Regions from separate parts of the Anas platyrhynchos genome. Here region 2 is linked to region 1. A link is a contact called in public Hi-C data. All regions are on one chromosome and are shown on one strand. Each heading gives the region's core, a stretch centred on a gene start, on an enhancer-like site or on the middle of the called end of the contact. The rest is flanking DNA. Distances are from core to core; before and after follow the strand shown.

Evidence for each region. A called contact is a pair of places that touch in the nucleus more often than the background predicts.
Region 2: a Hi-C map of F5 follicle shows a contact between it and region 1, with 2.6 times the contacts expected there. The contact joins the promoter of SMIM13 here to the enhancer-like site in region 1. A contact is called at or near these places in 2 of 8 Hi-C or Micro-C datasets (F5 follicle and small yellow follicle).

What each region holds. Positions count from the first base shown.
Region 1 is chr2:91,562,840-91,566,543 of IASCAAS_PekinDuck_T2T, forward strand. SYCP2L (synaptonemal complex protein 2 like) reads left to right here. Exons shown (of 35, transcript XM_027451579.3): 34 at 278-358; 35 at 770-1,212. The coding sequence ends at 785. Among named protein-coding and RNA genes, the nearest start is that of GCM2, 28 kb to the left of the region's middle. Within about 2 kb of position 1,817, at least 1 of the 8 cell types and tissues checked has an H3K27ac peak or open chromatin away from gene starts, as enhancers often do. A contact at or near this core is called in F5 follicle, where this site is marked.
Region 2 is chr2:91,628,199-91,631,902 of IASCAAS_PekinDuck_T2T, forward strand. SMIM13 (small integral membrane protein 13) reads left to right here and starts at 1,814. Exons shown (of 2, transcript XM_027451574.3): 1 at 1,814-2,027. The coding sequence starts at 1,952.

The DNA of each region.
Region 1 (3,704 bases), core at 567-3,066:
AGTAGGGGACTCTCTGCATGGGAAGCTGTGTAGGGTGGGCACACCTCAAGAGACCTGTAACAGGGTCTGGAAAGGGATGAACCCTCAGGTCATGTCTGTGTGTAATAGGGGTCAGAGGAGGTGATCCTTTCCTGTATTTAAAAAAGAAAATAAAATGCTGTTGGTACAAGTGCTCAGCAAGAAGTTGCAAAAGGGGGAATCCCAAGGTTCACTCTTATTGGTAAATATCACTAAGTTTCACCACAGATCAACTATACAAGCTTACTTTTTCTTCCAGAATTCAGTCTGCTGACTCAGCCCTGGGTGAGGAAACCTGGAGCTTTGCCAGTACGATCCAGGATCCAGAACACCACAGTAGGTGCTGTGCCCAAACCACTCTAGGCGTGTGATTGTGACAGGAACCATCATGTAGTAATACTTCTCCTGGGTTCTTATCTGAAGGATTCCATTATCTGTGGGCTGGCTTTAGTGTAATCAGTGGCCTGTGTAGCTCTTTAAGGATAAGTTCCTGTTACAAGCCCTAAGCTGCTCATGGTGCAGGCATTTCCTTACCACAACTGCTCCTGGTGAAGGGTCCCTCACAGAGCAGCAGGGCTGAGAAAGGAGCAGTCACATCATGGGAGATGCTCATCCTGCAGTGCCTTGTTCCAGGCTAGGTATTTGGGAGTTAAAAGCTGAAGTTAAACATTCTCTTCACCTCTCTGCATTTTATTGTCTAATGCAATGTAAAAGCTTATTCAAACTTCATTGCCTATTTTTTTCTTTACAGTATGAATGCCCAATGAAGAATGCGGCAGAAAACAATGTTCCTTCTGACTAGCAACCTCTGGATTCACAAGAGCTCTTCATGTTTGAGCATCTTATGCCACACAGAAAAGATGGTCATGTGAAGGATATGTTAATCTACTTTAAGTGGAAAGAAAAATTGGGGGGGGGGGGAAGAATGGCAAACAACATTGTTTTCACACACACACAAAATCTCAGTATTAATGTAGACTGCTTGAAGGTTCCGGTTTTGACTCCTGTGTCAGTAACATCAAGATTTTCTGAAAAATGCAAGACAGGTCCACTATATACCAAAGAAATAGAACTAAATAATATGGTTTATCCAACAACCTGATATGTATTGGCTATCTCTGAGTATTCTGTTAATACCCTTATCAAATGTAAAAGTACTTTGATTCTAAGTAAAACATTCTTTGCATAACAGAACCAACTTCTCATTCCTGAATCGACGCGCTATGCATGCCTGTTGAAAGACACTTTCTAGAGTCCTGTATAACCTTTGTGGAGTGTTTGAAGGGTAGCCTTTCTCACCTGCATGCAGCACTGTGGGAACTACTGGCTTGAAACCAGAGCCACTTGATTCTTGTTTGCAGAGATGAAAACCCAGAGGGATCACTAGATGTTGGCCAGATGCCTGATGGCACACTGGGGACTGTGGAGGGTAAGAAACCTGGAGCATTGCAGAGAAGAAAACGTGAAGCTGAAGAATTTTTTTAAAACCAGGAACTATTGGCTTCTAGGAGAGTGCAAAGTACAGAGTACAATGTTAGGATAGATAAGTAGCATCTAAAGTCTTGACAACAAGCAGGAGCTAAGCTGTGCTATTTAACATCATCCTCTATTTCAACTGAATTTGCTAAATTACGGTTGCTTTTCACATGCTGCATTTAATGCTGTGGCAAACTTCACATGTGCTTGTGCATCATAATGAATGTGTGGGAACACGGCATGTTTCCAAGCTCTGTCTCCCTACTTATCTTGTAGAACAGACTTCAGATTACTGGGTGGGTCAGAGTTGAAGGAATCGTCCCTGCACACAGCATACCTTCACAGCAGAAGCCCAGCTTTGTCAGGGTTTGTTTCACTGCTAAATACCTTCTGGGGAGCTGAACCTGTTGTCTTCCGAAGATTGTGCAGGGTAGTGCCTGAGTGGAGAACACTGAGCATCTGTAGCTGCTGTCACGGCATCGCTTGCTGGAGATACTTGCTGGAGATTGTGCTCGTGCCTTTAGCTTAAGTATTCCTGGCTGGGATTGGTGTGAGTCAGGATCTGAATTCTGCAAGTTCACTGAATCTCCACTTGTAACCTGCATCCTTGGGGCACGTGTCATCTTTAGGACAGATGTTGCCTTGGCTGGACTGGTTTAGGCTTGCTTGCCTGCGTCTACCACAGGGTTATTGCCCAAAGGAAGTTTTGGAACAGGAACAGTGTGAAACATGATAGCTCTTTCTGCTGTGAGTCCTATTTTGCTATGTTTCCCCACTGTGTGTGGTAGGAGATGCAAAAAGAGCATTCTACCATGACTTGAAGGAGTACATAGAGATGTTTTTCATGTGTAAGTATTTTTACTAGGGCATTTAGAGGAACAAAACTGAAGCATAGTGTCTCATTATTGAATCCTTGTCTAATCTCTTAGTAAGAAGCTTGGAAGATGTGTTGAACACTTCAGAGGGCTTGGAAAATCAGGATCTCTCCCTTATTAGAAGTTACCATTGTTGTATGCATTCACACTTGTTTTTAACAGATTTATTGGAGAAGTCTCAACACTAAAAAACCCTTTTACTGTTAGGGGAAGGGGAAGAGCTGCTGCACAGCTCAGATATCTGTTTGCACTGCGCTTTTTTGTATTCCTGTATATAAAATGCTTTACCAGTTGAGAAGCTCAGCAACCTGTAGACTGTCCAAGGTGGAAGGACATGCATGTCTTTTCCTAATGGTCTTTGTCTGTAGTGAGCAACAGATGCATGTAGAGACAACCTCTGGAGCAGGACTTAGTTTTTCTATCCTTGGACAGCCCATCTCATACAATTTCCCATGCTGTTTGGCAGGTGTCCTGGTTTCAGTTAGAACAGAATTAATTTTCTTCCTAATAGCTGATGGAATGCTGTGTTTTGGCTTAGGATGAGAAGAGTGCTGATAACACCCCGATGCTTTAATTGTTGCAGAGCAGTGCTTATACTAAGCCAAGGACATCTCAGCCTTTTGCTCTGTCCTGCCAACGGGCAGGCTGGGGGTGCAGTAAGAGCTGGGAGGGGACAGACCCAGGACAGGTGACCCAAACTAGCCAAAGGGGTATTCCATACCATCTGACGTCATGCTGAACAATATATGGGGTGGCTAGCCGGGGGGAGGGGGCCGGACTGCTCGGGGTTAGGCTGGGCATCGGTCAGCGAGTGGTGAGCAATTGCATTGTGCATCACTTGTTTGTACATACTATTATTACTTTCGTATTATCACCATTGTATTATTATTATTATTGTTTTTGTTATTATTATTTTCCTGTCTTATTAAACTGTCTTTATCTCAACTCACAGGCTTCACTTTCCACTTCTCTCCCCTGTCCCAGAGAGGGAGGGGGGAGGGTGAGCGAATGGCTGTGTGGTGTTTAGCTGCCGGCCGGGTTAAACCACGACAGTCTTTTTGGCGCCCAACGTGGGGCTTCTTCAGCACGACCCACCTCCTCCTCTGATGATATCCCAAAGTATTTGCCTTCTGGCCAGTCCATGATCACTTCCAATATTCCTGGGCGACTGGGGTTTCCTATTTGAGCCCGCTGAGTAATCAGTGCAACCCACTTGCTCCATGTAGCATCAGTTGCATGATGCGTAGAGGGGACCCTTCCCTTGAACATCCAGCCTAGTACCGGCAATCGGGGTGCTAGGAGGAGCTGCGCTTCAGTACCAACCACCTCCGAAGC
Region 2 (3,704 bases), core at 564-3,063, 65 kb after region 1:
TAGGTTGGACATTTCTCTCCTTTTGGTGGTTACTGTTCAACCTGAGAAGTCTTGTGGTTAGGAAGCTTTTCTGATATTCATGTCACGTTTTTCCTTTCTATAAGAGAATTAAATTTCTTGTAGTATAATTTGAGAGCACTTTAATTAACAGAAGATAAGTGATTTAGAACAGTTAGTATGAGCAACCAAAATATGGTATCTGCTTTGCCTTTTGAGCTAGTTCTTTTAAACTAAGAGCATTTACCATTTCAAGATGCCTTAAATTCAAGCCTGAAGACCCATCACATTCAAATTTAACATTCTGAAGAAACACACACTTAAACAAATACAATTAAGGATTTCCAAACTGAACATATGTTGATTAAAAGACCATCTTCCTGTGCAGTGTAATATGAGAAATTTAGTTGCTTCCTGTTTTCATTTTTATTGTGTAATATACTGCTTTGGATGGTATCACTGTTATAGATATTTATCACTCAAAAATGACTTCATTCCAAAATAGTTTTCCAAGATAATTTTTTCTTCAGTTATGGTTGCTGATGTGTTTCAGGGATGTGAATTAATTAACTACTATTACTAAACCGGTTTGGAACTGTAGGATAATGTATATGAAATTTTTTAATAGACCCCAAATATGACAGCTACTTTACAGGAATGTGGCAATTCCATACCCAGAGAATGTACTCTCTGTGAAAACTAAAAAAAAATAGAGAAACACAGCACTGTAGCTAGGAGGGAACTTACTTATTTTTCAAAAGCGAATACAGTATCTGTTATTGCTTTGCTGTTTGTTTGCAATACAGAAGATACCTTGCATAAGTATGCATGTAACAACTGCTTAGGTTAGTATTAGAGTGACATTTAAAGATGTGGAGGCATTAACAAAGTACAAAGTTATTGAGAAGTATCAGAAAAGGTGTTTCAAGTGGAATTAAACTTGCAAGACATGATGAGTGGGTTAGGCAGAGTATTAAATAGGGCTTGGAATTATAGGAGAATAGTCTAAAATAAGAAGATGGAACTCTGGTCTGATTTGGTGAAGTGACAGCAAATTTCAGAATGTGAATGGAGGATTACAAGTGCAGGTAATTTTAGGTTACAGGTTTCCTGAAAGGAGGAGGCACATGACATACTCAACGAGCAAGAAAAGAAAGAACTTTAGCTTCACTTAGAAGGGGAGGTTTTAAAATCAACCATGTAAGAAACACAAAGGATAAGTGGATTAGCCTTCGACATCCCCCTGCAATGGTGACATCTTCATGGGCAGTCACAGCTCTGCTCTTGTGGATTTAAGCACACGTTTTCAGTAGTTTTAGGAACATCAGCCGGTGTCTCCCATGCTACAAGGGAAAGTCACAACCTTTTCTTTTCCAGTGCTAAAGGTGAAAGTGCTAAAGTCTGCACCAGTGGGGCTGTATCGGTGAGGAGCGCAGCCTTTATCTCACGATTCCTGGCAGTTATCATTTCCTCGGATTTCCCTAGTGAGGGCAGGGCAGCTGCAGTGTTAGCACCACAGGTCCCGTGGAATTTGCACCCCCGCTGTAACGCGCACATCAAACAGCGGGAAGCCAGCACAGCGATGACAAAGTGAAGAAAAACGACGGGCTCCCTCAGCGCGGGGGAAGAACTGCCTCCTCAGAGCCGCTGAGGCGCCGGACCCTTCTCGGGCGGCCATTACAGGCGCTGGCGCAGCGACACCATCCCGCGGCGGGGACAGGCGGCAGGGCGCGGGGCACGCTGGGACTTGTAGTCCGCGCCGCGCAGAGGCCTGCGCGCTCCTGCGGGAGCCGAACTCGGACTCCCGGTGAGCCCCGCGCGCCCCTCAGGGCCCGCCCCGCCTCTGCTCCGCGGAGCGGCGGGGGGCGACGCCGCCGCCGCCAGCTCGCGTGGGGCCCCCCCCGGCTCCGCCAGCCCTCGGAGCTGCCCTCCGCGCGGGGGGCGAGCGGGCAGCATGTGGCAGAGCATCGGGCTGACCCTGCTGGTGATCGTGGCCACCCTGGCCTGCGTGCTGCTCTTCATGCTGTGCGGTGAGTGGCCGCGGGGCGCGGGGAGGAAAATCCCTCCCGGACCTGTGCTGAGTGGGGGGGCCGGGGCGTCGGGATGGGGGTTCAAAAAGCAGCCCCAGCATGCAGGGTAAGCGCCACCAAGCCCAGCTGCGGTGCAGACCTGTGAGATGTGAATCCACCCGGCGTCTGCTGCTCGGGGGGTTTATTTTTCTGAAAACCAAGGGGGGTGACCTGAAGGCTCAGCTGGCATCTAATGCTTTTGAAAAGAGTTGTGCTCAAAACTGCATCGCGAAAAGATGTAGTAACGTCAAGGGGCTCGACAGTGAAACGGCAGGTGAAATCCAGTATTGACATCTGTGGAGTTACACCCCTGAGAACTGAGAGGTATGTGCATACGTAAATCATGTGGAGAAGCTTAAGGGGTTCAGACTGAACTGTTACTATCCTGAACAGAGGATTAAATCAAGGCACTCAAAGAAACTTTCCGAAATACATTTAATTCATTGTAGAAACGACATAGGCAAATCAAATGTTAAGACATTTAATATAAAATAGAAAATGCCATTATATTGCTACAAGGACCTATCACGTGCCTGTATCTCAGTGTATTTCCATTACCTTATTTATAGAGAAAAAGATCTCCCAGATTATTTTTTTTAAAAGCATAGAACGGTGAGAGCTGTGCAGTGATTTCTGCATGAAGAGATTCTAACTAGGTTAGAGCTGTCTAGCCTGGAAAACAGTTGAATGATGGAAGGTGATAGTTATAAAACTGAGTAGAGTGAAAAAGGTGAACAGGGAATGGTTGTTCCATTTCCTTGTTACAGAGGAATTGGAGTATATAAAGGGAAATGATCAGGCTTAAAAAAGAAAGAAAAAAAAGGAGAAAGTATTATTTTACACAAAGAAAGGGGAAAATGGTAAGCTCATGAAGAATATTAAGAATATTTTTGATTCTAAAACTTATCTTTCTTCTATGAACTTTAAATGGTCCATCAATGTGTTTAAGCCCTAGTACTAATGTTAAAAGGTAAGGGAACATCTGAAATACAGATTATTGGGGGTAGGTGAGGCACCTTGTAAGCTTTCCCTGCTCCTTTGCTCTTTTCTCCTGTATCCCTTCTTGTCCATTGTCACAGACTGAACAGTGACACAGGTGGATATCTGTTCTGAGATGGGTTTCTTGTCTTCAGTGGATATTGTCTGGCCATCTTCTGTCTTTTGGAGGTGCAATGTATTTACTAGGCTTTCCGTGCTGTCAGAGTACACGTGAGAGATCATTAATGCTGAAGGCTAAGAATAACTTTACAACATACTGTTCAAAATCAGAAACATTTTCTCTAGGTGTTTCTGCTTTTGTCTCTGTATGACAAATGGTGTGAAGTGCTGAGGGATCTCTTTAACTTTGCCTGGTAACTTCTCTTTAGTACTTCCTTGCTTAAAAATAGCAAAAGTAGTTAATAACTTTATTTTTAAATGGCTTATAAATACTTATCAGTTTGGACTTCTGTATTCTACACTCAGATTTAATGAACACTGTGCTTCATCTGTCCTCTGTATCTTGTTTTTAACAGTATCAGAGTTTATAAATTGATTGCTAAAATGTGCCTAGATTTTAAAGGTAGTAAATGCAGGAATCTGCTGTTTATATAGGGTGCAGGTGTAACTGTTACCCTGACAGAAATGGCTGCTAGGTAA